3 separate regions of the Zea mays genome follow, and all the other regions are linked to region 1. Evidence: chromatin contacts called from public Hi-C data. All regions are on one chromosome and are shown on one strand. Each heading gives the region's core, a stretch centred on a gene start, on an enhancer-like site or on the middle of the called end of the contact. The rest is flanking DNA. Distances are from core to core; before and after follow the strand shown.

Region 1 (4,036 bases), core at 696-3,195:
ATTTGTTCACCGAGTTTCCAATCGTTCGTTGCAAGATTTTCATTTTTCAGTCGTGGAGTGTGTTGTCAAGCTCCGAGTATCTAGTTAACTTTCAAGAGGATTCGGATCTAAGCCACGAAGTTCATTCATGATCTTGATTTGACTGAAATCCTTCAGTATATTTTATTATTTCTTGTAGTACTTTGTGATCTTTCTCTGATTCCCTAGGATGAGTAACTGAACCATCAGCGGCCATGTAAGACAAAATAGAACAAAAGTAAAAACAATGATTGATTAAACATAGGTTACTTGGAAACATCTTGTCCAACCAAAGCTAGCGTGTTCTTTCGTTCTTTTCTTTTGCTCGGTCCATGGAGGTGGTGGCACCGGGCGCGGGGTTGTGGAGCTGCAGGCGACAGCGCCGACTGACGGAGAGAGGCCAAGAGGCGCCGGGTGCACCCGGTGTCGGTGGGCCCACTGGCGGGGGCAGCGGTGGCTGGAGCGCTGGGGCGCCGCTGCCGCAGGCGCCGCGCCGTGCAGCGCCTCTCTGAGGCCTGCCGCCACGTCTTCTGGGGCTCCAGCACTGTGCCCAGTCCCGGCGAGGTCTAGCTCCTCCGCCACATGCTCGGTGAGGCTTAGCTCTCTCTCTCTGCCTATCTGTCTGTCAAGTAAGCTTTGTGAGCTTTTGCTACATGGCGCGTCCATGACCCCACTCAAAACAGAGCATTTCGAAAACGATAAAATTTCCGATGATCGACCAGGAACGAATTTGCATGCACGATTGTCATGGACCGGCAAGGCCACCTCGTGCTCTGTTCAATTTCACTAGACAGGGTAGGATAGAAGTAGTCATTAGCACTTGCACTTAGCTGCTCTGCTCACTGAATCTGAATTCCTGTACACAACAACATGCATCGATCGTGCACCTGTTTCATGCATGCGTTTACTAAAACCTAAACTCCTGCTCGTACCAAATTTCAGACAGAATGCGACTAGAGGACGTGGGCCTACGCCCGGACCTAGGGTTCTTCAGGGCTCGATACAAAAAAGCCCGAATTTCTCGGTAGGCAGAATTTTGATAGTGTACTACTGGAGTGCTGAAAAAGCTCGTGTTTTTATCTACCTAACCTTTCCGTACGTTGGCTTTGGCGATGACACTATCAAGTTCGTGTTTTTATATATCTATCTTGCACGTCAAGTCATACGACTGGCTCAACCCTGACCTTGATCCTTCCGCCGCGAACACCACCAGCTCTTCATCCTCTGATGGCCCATGCCGTAAGCTTCTGCCACTGTCGCCGCTCGCCGGCTTGATCATATGTTTCTGTTGTTAACCCCTCTGCAGCAGATAGATAGACATGTGTAACACCTGAAAACCCTATGATATACTTTTAGTAAAGTTCTCCCCGAAGTTTTAAATTAGAATACCTTTCACCATTGGAATTACTTCTCCTAGGATAAGTATGATCTCTAATAAAAAGAGCCCTAAAACGAATTAAGTTATCCCTTTTGTGGAATTTATTTATAAGTAACATCTATGCTTTCTAAAGAGATTAATTTAAAGCATACAAAGGATTATAATTTACCCAAGTACATAGGTAAGGAGTATTCATTTTTTTGTCCTCTAACCTCTAAAGTTTGTCACACCTTCAAATTAATCTTTTTCCTAAGGCAGCATGTGTATATTTAAAAACGTTTGCTTAATTTAAAGAAATAGAATAGTAATATAAATATACATAAAACGAAACCTAAATTTCATGCTGGAGTTTATTGATTGTACATTTAGAAATTTGATACGCAGAACTTGGGACAAATTTGAACCTTGGTGGAAAAATGGAAAACAAAATAAAAACAGAAAAGAGGGAAAAAGTAAAACCCTTATTTGGGCCGAATCCCACCGTTCCCGGCCCAAAACCATCTCTCCAGGCTCCGTGTCGGCCCAACTCCTTGGGACATGCGCTCAGTTGCACTTGCCGAGTAGGGGGACCCGCTGCTTAGCCTCCCGGCGCACCCAGTCACTCATTTGCCCAAAGCTAGCCGCACGCAATTTTGTTCACTGATTTGTAGGGCCATCACGTCAGCTCCGCCTTCTTCGCAGCCGTAACAGAAAAGAGCACCGAGCACTCGACGGAACTCATGTCGAATGCAGATTCCATCGCTTGGTCGAAGTGGGACCCCTCATCGGAACCGAGAGCACCATAGCCTAGGCATGTGAGGATGCCGAGAGATAGGAGAGAGAGGGTGCAGACCGCTACGGTGGATTCGTAGCTTCTCCATCATTTAGGACATATCGAGTGGATTAGGAGCCTCGAAAGATCGTACCGAGCATGTTTGCGGCAGAGACAAGAAAGGGTCGACATTGAAGCAGCCTCGATTGCTCGCTGGAGATTAACCCCCTTGCCGGAGGTGCTAGAATGCATGGGCGGAGTTCCACTAGTACACAGAAGCTCTATAGTGGCGGTTCTAAACATATTTACACTGGCGTTTTTCAGTACCGCCAGTGCTAGGGGTCAGTGGAAATCAGCATTTCCACTGGCGGTTATTTTGGAACCGCCAGTGAAAAGTGCATTTTCACTGGCGGTTTTCTTAACGAACCGCCAGTGAAAAGTGCATTTTCACTGGCGGTTTTCTTAACGAACCGCCAGTGGAAATGCACTTTTCACTGGCGGTTTTCTTTATAAAACCGCCAGTGGAAGTTTTCCCGCCTTTTTTCAAAATTTCAAACAATACTGAATTATATATATATTTATTTACACACACAAACATATATATATATATCTATATTGATATTGAAAGCAACATGAAATTAAATTCTATCATACATTTATATACATCAAAGTATTCTGTTTACAACCATATATGCTTCATGCATTCTATACATCATAAGTTTTCACCTAAGCTCTAATAACTATCTCGGCTAAGAGATAATCTACTAATTTCTGTTAGTATTCTGAACTCTGGCAAAGCTAATGTCCCGGAAGCATCGTGATATTTTCCTTCTGCGGGAATGACCTCTTTCAATATGAATGTGCAGAGGTCCTCGACTATGCCATACAATGCAGCTTCGGTCAAGTTCTCCGGGTTTCCTCGTTGAAATTGCTGTAAAGGAATTTTATAAACATCATCTATTTATACTCAATAATAACACATTTGCATCTTTAATGACATAAATACATACTTAACTATTACTAATAATACCTTGTCAGGGTTCGTGATGTATCGTCCGTTCACTCTCATGAACTCGCACGCATAGAATCCACATAGGACCGATCCTTGTGGTTGCTTGTGGCACTACATAACGGGAGATTGGTTATTTAGTTGCAACATTGTGTATGATATGTATTCATAAAATCACATACTTACCGGCCAGTGATGATGGATGTCTAGTGGCACGAGTTTTTTCGACAGGTCGTACTTTCCACCTCTCATCTTATAGAATCTATAAGCACTGTGATCTCAAATAGAATCACCATGTTATTCTCAAATTTTAATCGATAAAAGTATGCATGCATAGAAAAGGCTTACAGCTCTAAGATGCTGAGGAATGTTGCATATGTCGAAGGGTCGAAGTTCAAGGAGTCGAGCACCAGCACCTTTCCAACCTTAGGATAAATGAGGAAGCATATCCAGTGGTCCCTGTACGAATCAAATTTGTGATGCATGTGTATTGAAATTATTAATTTTATTTATGCAAAATCACACTTACTTAAAGTTGTACGGGGCCATTATGGCTTCCCTGTCTTGAAATTGAAGCATTGCATGTCCTATGTATGTGGCGTATCGAGCTTCAAAATCCTTCTTCATTTCCTTTATACGCTTCTCAACTTCTTCGTCCGTCTTTCCCCTTATTTCATCGTTGTCTTTCCCGATTCTAAAAGTGTGGCTTTCCTCGGATATAAGTATTGGGTTGAGATACCCAACCCTTTTACTGGCACTAGCATTGGGCTTGGTACCGTAAAGAATCTCCTGCTGATCATGTTGCATTCTGCAAGTCACACGTGCATGTCAGATATTGAAATTTTATACAGCTCACTAATAATAACACACATATGTGGAA
Region 2 (4,036 bases), core at 768-3,267, 450 kb after region 1:
ATCAAGGCTCGTCCTCCCGTGATACCCCCGCTCCCCTGAAATCTCACCCACGGAGTGAAGAGGATGGCAATGGAGACACCGTGCCCCCGCCGGCCCCTGCCCCCGCCCCCGCGATGCCAGCCCTCATGGCCGTCGTGCACGAACCGCTCCCCGCGATGCCTGCCTCATGGCCGTCGTGCATGTCCCGCTCCCCGCGATACCCACCCATGGTCGTCGCGCACGCCACGCTCCCTGCAATGCCCGCCACCACAACATGATACCCGCGAAGCCCCCCCTCCCTCGATCTGCAATTCCGTGCCCTCACCCCGACACGCACTCACCCCGGTCCCGCACCGCCGTACCCTTTCCTCCCTGGACCCCACCCCACATGTCATCACTGCCCCATGCACATCACAACGCCCGCGGCTTCCCTCTGGTATGGGAGCGGAGGAGCCAACCATGTGCGACGCGCAGCTCGGTGGGCGTCATAGGTGGTGGAGGAGGCACCGGAATCACCACCAAGGAGCCCTGGCCACTCGCTCTCACCACGGATGCACCTAATACTTAAAGTTGTTACGTACAACTTTCTAGGCTTGTATTCTCTCTTCCGTGTTGAAGACCTTAAGATCTTGATGGTCGTGTTACATATCATAACCCCTGTAAGGTTTTATTCAAATCCTTGCATATGTGATACTACATCTCGCAAGGACAAACCATGGCATTAGCTTCTTCTGAAAGTACCTATAGCGATGCAATAGAGTGAAACTCATAATTATCTTATAGGGCTTACAAGGTGACTTGAACGATGTCTAGGTCATTGCACCACAATAATTTATGCATGTCATGGAAATCTATGATAAATTGAACACCTTTGGCCAAATTGAATGCTTTCACCTAAACATTTGTAACAAAGGAGCACATGTCTCCTTTCGTCGCTTCAATGTAACACTGATGGACGAAGCTCCTTATTTCCCATGACTCCACTACGAATGACCCAAGGTCAACATGAACTTGTCGTGCTCATAGTTTTCTAGGCGATCACTCAAAAGGGTCCATTTAACCGGTGACAACATCCTGTTGAGTGGCTTCAGAGTGAAAAACTATGTTAATATCTCTTCACATGTTGGATTATGGCTATGGTTGCAAGAAGTATAACTTTCATACTCAATTGAGCTTTTGAACTATGGGCTAGTTTCTTGACTACTTGATTGTGTCGGTGTAGTTTATAGTAGTTGAGAACACCTAGATGGGGGTGAATAGGTGGTCCTGCAAAAAATAACTTAAACAACACAAACTTGGTCTAATAATTAAGTTAGTGTAAACTAAAACCAAGTTTAAGTGAGAAGAAGAGAGAAAAATTCACTTCACTTATTGGTCTTCCAAGATACTAGCAACGGTGCAATAATAAAGCCTAGCAGCAGGCGCTCTGGACTCTATGTCTATTACCGATGGACGTTTGGTCGATTTGGGCCACGATGCAGAGTTGTGAACCGCAAAAATCTCTTTCGCCGGCCCAACGTAATCGTGCATTCGTCGGAAATTGGAGCATGACTTGACGCAAGGACCAAGCAAAGAATCACCAGCAGCTTCGGTAGCACGCGTGTGCCGGGAGGCTGGTGGCAAATAGCATTGTTGTGTGTGTTTATAAGATTTATGAAATTTATAGCATCCCAGATATACTTGTTCACAGGGGCTTTGGCATATGTGTTGACAAATCACAAATTACGTTACCGCAATCACTAGATCCACTCCATTTCCTCTCGTCAGCAGATTAGATATGAAGAACGTGATTCTCGATTCCCTTCACGGAAGCACGACAGATAAACACATAATATAGGGTTGGACTCTTGGCCTTTTTCTTCTCTGTATTATAAGAGAATGTACTAGTTTTTTATATAGAGACGTGAGACCCTCAAAAATAAAACCGGTAATTATCCATGTAAACCTTCGTCAGCGTTTGTTAACAATACGGTGGTCTAACCGATTGAAGATCCAATAGGCACTGCGCAGATGAAGGCCGGCCCAGGTCGACAAGCCTCGTCCCATTTTACCAACCAACTTCCGAGCATAATGAGAAAGAATGAGGACGGTTTATAGGATTGTGTATAGGCCCATTAGATAATGATGAGAAGCCCAGTGGACTAAAATAGAGTTTTAGTTTCCATATTTAATAATAATTTAGAGACTAAAATAAAATAAAGTGATAAAAAATTAATTCGTAGGAACCAAACACCTCTTAGGTGGTGTTTAAATACACTAAAGATAATAGTTAGTGACTAAAATTAGCTGCAGACATCTAAATACTTTAGCTAATAGTTCAGCTATTAGCTATTTTTAGTAAATTAGTTAATTTCACTAACAAATTTTTAACCAACTAACTTTTAGCTCTAGTACATTCAAACACCTCTTAGTCCCTAAATTATCAAATACATAAACAAAAACTCCGTATTTTTTAAATTTAAGGATTAAAATGGAATAAAATGAATAAAAACCAAACACCTTCTTAGTGTTGCTGCTGATGGCTGTGCGCTGTCCATGACAAGCCCCCTACTACCGGTGAACTCTGCATCAGTAAGCTGAGCTCTAGGCGCCGATAAGCCTCCGTTCATTCAAACAGCAAGAAGATTCAAGTTGACAAGGCTCATTTTTTCAGTCGATGTGATTGAAAAGGGGAAATCTACTGTTTTGATCTGTCTGAAGCGAGCAGATACAACCTTTGGTCAGAACGTAATTATCGCTATCGCTGATCTACGAGAAGCACCGAAAGTGGAGAAGGCTTCAGAATGAAAGGTTGAGGTTGAGGAATATGAGGATGGCAAAATCAAGCATACAGTCATAGCTGGGTCAAGAAACCATCAAGCAAACAAAGGCAAGACAAAAGGTGGCGGCGGCACTACAGATGCCAGCTCCTGATGAGCATTTGGCTTCAACAGAGTGGCAGACAAATGTCTCCAACCAAAAGTACAAACTACTGTAGGGATTAAGCAGCAGCAACATGGTGCTCAGCTGTAAGTAAACCCACCTGCAAGTAAGTTCCAACTGAGACTAGTGACGGCTACTGACTGACAATTAAAGCAAAGGTAAAAGGGTAGGTAATCTGCAGCTATCCTGTCATGTGTGCTATGTTCTCAGATGTGAGGCGACGATGGGTTAATGGCGGTGAGGTGAGGTGAGGCAAAACTTCAGTGGTCATCTGTCCATTTATAAGAACTCGTCAGTAGGTGGGGGTCGCCAGGACCAGCTCAGTGCCAACCTCGCCACCTCCAGCTCCGGCGTCGAGCTTCAGCGCCTTGGCACCGCACGGTCCTGATGACGACGACGACGACGTGTCCTGTGGCAGCAACAATGGCCAGGCACAGGTCAGTCATCTTAACGATCATGTGTGCCATTGTTCATTTTATCCGTGGCACGAGCTAGCGATGTGGCAAGACTGGGTTTTTTTTTAACAGGAAGCACGGCGCTAAGGAGGACAAGCTCACCATGTGCCGGAGCTGCATGTTGAAGTCGCCCACGACCATGGTTGTTGACGGCAGAGGCTGGACCTGGCTCGGCGAGGCTGGTGAGGGGAGGAGCTGGAGCTTGGGAGATGCGGTGGTGGACGAGGCAGACGTCGGCGTGGGGAGACCATCGACCTGTAGGTACTCCTCCATGGACGGTAGCGCGAGGCTATCGATCATGGTGTCGAAGTCAGTGACGATCAGATCCGCACCCGGTGTCAGCGGCTCCGGCAGGTCCCCAGGGCTGCCAGCCGTAGCGCCACTGGAAGTAGCAGACCTAGGCCACTGGCATGCTCCCTCCCGCACGCAGATACGTTTCCTCAGCACCATCTTCTCGTCACCATAGGCACTGTGGTTGCTGCTGAAGCTGCCATCGAAGGCATCAGCGCCGGCCAGCTGGTCGCCTGCACACACCACCAAAGCCTTGTTCGCACCACCGGCTTCTCGCTTGTCACCTTCCCAAGGCTCTTGCGCTAGCATCAGCAGAGGGTGTTCTTCCATTCTCTGCAGGAGCAACTCTTCCTGCACATACAGTCCAATGCACAAGCAGTGTTCTATCA
Region 3 (4,036 bases), core at 1,102-3,601, 330 kb before region 1:
TTTCCATGAAGGTCATTTTTGTTCAATGTGCCAACACTGAAATTCAAACAATTAGGTAGAAAGCTCAAAAGTACCAAGACTGTTTGCAATCAATTTGATCTGACAATACCACAATAACAAGATTCCAAAATGTTACAGAAAGTAGGTATCTGGATGTATATCCCAGTTTCTGGGTTAATACAAAATTGCTAATTAAGAGCAGGATTAAAAACGAACGATACTTGAGGTTCAATTAGCTGAATGCATGCTAAACTATGGAATGACCTTATTGGGTAATTATAATGTCAATAAAAATAGGAATATATTAGTAACCATCAGAAAATCAAGTACACAAGTAGGAAATTAACATTAGGACAGTAGGCTGACACATTAAACTGAGACAACAGAAATATAATGAGTGTATCATACCGCCTTAGCCTCCTTATATTCGTTAACAGCCTTGTGAGAAGCATAGGAGAACTTGGTGTTTGGGCCCAATTCAGGGACAATAAAGTGGCTGTAAAAGTAGAACAAAGTTTGTCAGCAAAAAATATTAAATACAAAAGCTCAAACTAAAATTACCATTGGTAGCAGGCAAAGGACTCACTAGTTGGTGTCAAACCACTTGGTCATCTCCATAGCAGGAACAGTGGCGTTGCCCCTGGCCATGGAGAAGTAGGTGTCAAATCCAATCTCTCCTCCAGTCCATGAGTAACGTTCGGGGACAGCGCCGAGCATGGCAGTGGTGTCAAGGACCTGGTCATAGTACGAGAAAGTGTTGCTGGGGATGTACTTGATCCCAGCATCAGCCATCTGCTTCCAGATACTGGCCCTGAGGTCGGTAGCAACCTTCTCCAGATCCTCAGCGGTGCTCTTCCCATCCCAGAAAGACTCAAGTGCAAACTTGAGCTCCCTCTTGGGGCCCATGCGAGGGTATCCAACAATGTGGGACGCCATCTTTCTGTGCCATAAATAGAATTACAGTCAGAAATACCATGTCAACTATTGTAACAAGGAATACAGATGTTTATTGATGAGAACGATATGATTAAGGTCATGCTGAAAGAAGGGAGTATTGAAAACGGGATCTTGCAACAGAGATCAGGAATCTGTGTCACGACCACATAATAATATATAAAAAAATGTCTCGTTAACAATACCAAATTAAGAGTCACTTTATACGGTAAACGTTTTGATTACGTTTTGCCAATCAAAATAATAACTATGAACTCCATGTTCATACTCGTATATTGCTGATAATCCGACAAAGACAGCATTGTGCGCACTATACCACTATACTATGATAAATTTAGTAGTATATCTAACAAAGCTCCTGACCCTTATGCATCGGATTCTACATCTAGTAAAAGTTAAAGCTTCAATCAAGGAATAAAATAGGTTCATCCTAGTAGGTAGGTCAGTTAGGTAAGGGGCACACCAACAGAAAGTGGGGCCCAGTCCCGAGGGGTGGGTGCTGGCCAACTAGATACACTTTACCTAACCAATAATAATTGGTTACCAGTGGGTGGATCCAGGACATCAGCACGGCGCATGCCACTCCACACTGCACTCACACGCAGTGGCTGACGGCATATTCCGGCCTCCGAATCAGAAAGATCTGGCAAGTCCAACCATGCGGAAGCGCAGCCAGCCAGTCAAACGACAGACGCTTGATGCGCTGGGTGCCAGCACAAGCTACCACTTCGTATAGACTATTAATAATAACAAAAAAAATGTGTTGGATCTCGACAGAGCCGCGCGCACGGAGCAGCTGAAATAATAATGATCCGCAAAGCGAAGCCAGTACTAGTCGTCGTCACAGAAGTCAACATGGTCTAAACTAAAATCAAACACACCTCAGATCCAAAACTAAACTGAACTAAACCCCCCTCAGATCCAAACTAAACTAAACCCCGGCAGAACCTCACCAGCGGCCGATTGGAACATAACTATCAGATCTCAACGCGTGGTCGCGTGCCAAGCGAGAGCGAAGCAGTTTGTCCACTCCCAACAGATCCATCGGACCGAGATCCATCGGACCGAGCAGAGCTCAGATCCAGAGCTCTGCTCGGGGGCCAAAACCAGCCCACCCGCATCACCAGATCGACGATGCTCTAGTCCAATAATCGAACCCGGACCTAGCCAGGCCAACCGGATAAGGAGAAAAATGGGCGGGCCAGTCAGACGCTGATCCCGGCAGCGTCGCCAGGCCGATCGGGCGGGGGCCGGGGGGCGGACGGAAGCAGAGCATCGGCCACGCACGTACACACGGATCCCCACAACACCAAGCGCGAAACGATATGAACGAGAGGGGGGCGCCGCGCGCGGTTGCTTACCCGGACGACGGGAGCGGAGGAGACGGCGCAGCGGCGATGATAGGTGAGGAGGAGGAGAGGAGCACGGGAAATGGAAGGGGTTTGGGAGGGCTTATTTATAATCCACTCTCTGGGTTCGTGTGGTTTTGGGGGTGGGGTGGGGTGTGGTGAGGTGGTTGGTGAGATCTGATGGGTGGAGTGGGGTGGGACCCATCTGCTGGCACACTGTTTTTTTATGAAAAGTGTTTTTTTTTTCTCTCGTCGGGGTTGAGTAATTATTTGTGGGGGAAGTTTTACTCTTCAACGCTCGGCTTTAACCGTATTCTCTTTTTCTGCACTGTCCTGAATCATAATTTCTCGTTCGAAAAAAATAGAAGGTAGAAAAATGCATGAATTGGATAGGGATGTATATATATAATAGAATAAAAAACGAAAAATATAGAGAAAGATGCTTAGATGAACCGTGGGGAATATAAGAAACGATGATAGTTTCCTATGCTTAGATGCTCGGCTTTGAGTGGAAGTTTTTACTATAAAATCAAACACAAATAATAGTTTCCTATATTTTTCTTGCTATCAATTTCTTGCATACCAAAGAATGTTGTAGTAATTTGGTATATAGGGATCCTATTTTTTTCTTTGCTTTTCCTACATTCAAAGGGGGCAATCCCACAACGATCATGTGTGTTTTTTTATCTCTCTTATTCGTGCATAATTTCAGTTTTATTCATGTGTATTTCTTGTTCTTGTGTTTTTCAGTCTTGTGTTTCACGTGGATTCTGGCTTACAAACATAGCACTTCTAAAACATTACATGGTTGGGGTCTAGCTTACAAACAGAGCACATCTAAAACATTAAATGGTTGGGCCCTAGCTTACAAACATGGCACATCTAAAATATTACATGGTTAGTATAATCTAAAGTTTGTTTGGATCCAAGGGACTAAAAATACATGCATGATTTTCTTTATAATAATGGAATTCGTATCAAGAAGGCATGTAGGTTAAGGAAATGGCTATCAAGAATGAATTAACCCTTTATTCTTTTTTTTAAGTATACACCTCCCGCGGAAAGAAGAGTATGACAAAAGATATGGAACACGATACAAAAAGGATCTTTATTTATTCTTTCCTTCCTTTATCCCTATCCATACAGAATTTCTCATGAACTAATGCCAAATTCTTTCCATTTATTAATTGCTATAATGAGTGATTTATTCCAATATTAAGTTATTTCGTATTATAGGTCTTGGTGAAATAATGTCAGGTGAATTAGTCGAATTTTGCAAAACCCAAACACCTCGGATAGAGGTAGGAATTTGTCGAACGAACCACACTCCTTCATAGACATCAGGAGTCTCGCCGTTTAAAAGGGAACCATAAAAACGATGGAACCCACTGTTTTTTAGTATCGTTAGAATTTGTTATTTCTATGCGAAATAACAAAATAGAATAAAAAATCGTGGTTGGGAAGGTTTTCGAACACTTTCAATAAAACTCTCTCGTAGAAGTATTTTAACAATGTTTTCAGTAATATTTGTGGATACTATTCGAACAATTCCTTTTTTATTCATGTCTGTGTTTCTTATAGAGGTTAGTAAATCAAGGAAATGATACAATTGGCCAAAATAGATAATGAGGATCATCTCCATATCATTTTGCATTTCTCAACAAATATAATCTGTTTGGCTATTCTAAATGGTTCTTTTTTCTGGGTTCTCTTTTTTTCCTTTTTATTTGTTT

What was found. A called contact is a pair of places that touch in the nucleus more often than the background predicts.
Region 2: a Hi-C map of leaf shows a contact between it and region 1, with 2.9 times the contacts expected there. The contact joins two enhancer-like sites. A contact is called at or near these places in 3 of 25 Hi-C or Micro-C datasets (leaf, root tip and tassel).
Region 3: a contact with region 1 is called in a Hi-C map of bundle sheath, with 2.3 times the contacts expected there. The contact joins the promoter of LOC541942 here to the enhancer-like site in region 1. A contact is called at or near these places in 4 of 25 Hi-C or Micro-C datasets (bundle sheath, ear, leaf and 1 more).

Annotation. Positions count from the first base shown.
Region 1 is chr1:180,571,055-180,575,090 of Zm-B73-REFERENCE-NAM-5.0, reverse strand. No RefSeq gene overlaps it. Among protein-coding and RNA genes, the nearest start is that of LOC111590781, 92 kb to the right of the region's middle. Within about 2 kb of position 1,945, at least 16 of the 20 cell types and tissues checked have an H3K27ac peak or open chromatin away from gene starts, as enhancers often do. A contact at or near this core is called in bundle sheath, ear, leaf and 1 more, where this site is marked.
Region 2 is chr1:180,120,527-180,124,562 of Zm-B73-REFERENCE-NAM-5.0, reverse strand. It overlaps LOC103640625 (Protein DYAD), which reads right to left. Exons shown (of 7, transcript XM_008664066.3): 6 at 3,459-3,998; 7 at 2,938-3,310. The coding sequence ends at 3,194. Among protein-coding and RNA genes, the nearest start is that of LOC103640625, 5.2 kb to the right of the region's middle. Within about 2 kb of position 2,017, at least 15 of the 20 cell types and tissues checked have an H3K27ac peak or open chromatin away from gene starts, as enhancers often do. A contact at or near this core is called in leaf and tassel, where this site is marked.
Region 3 is chr1:180,905,107-180,909,142 of Zm-B73-REFERENCE-NAM-5.0, reverse strand. LOC541942 reads right to left here and starts at 2,351. Exons shown (of 13, transcript NM_001319775.1): 1 at 2,316-2,351; 2 at 587-940; 3 at 409-496. The coding sequence starts at 936.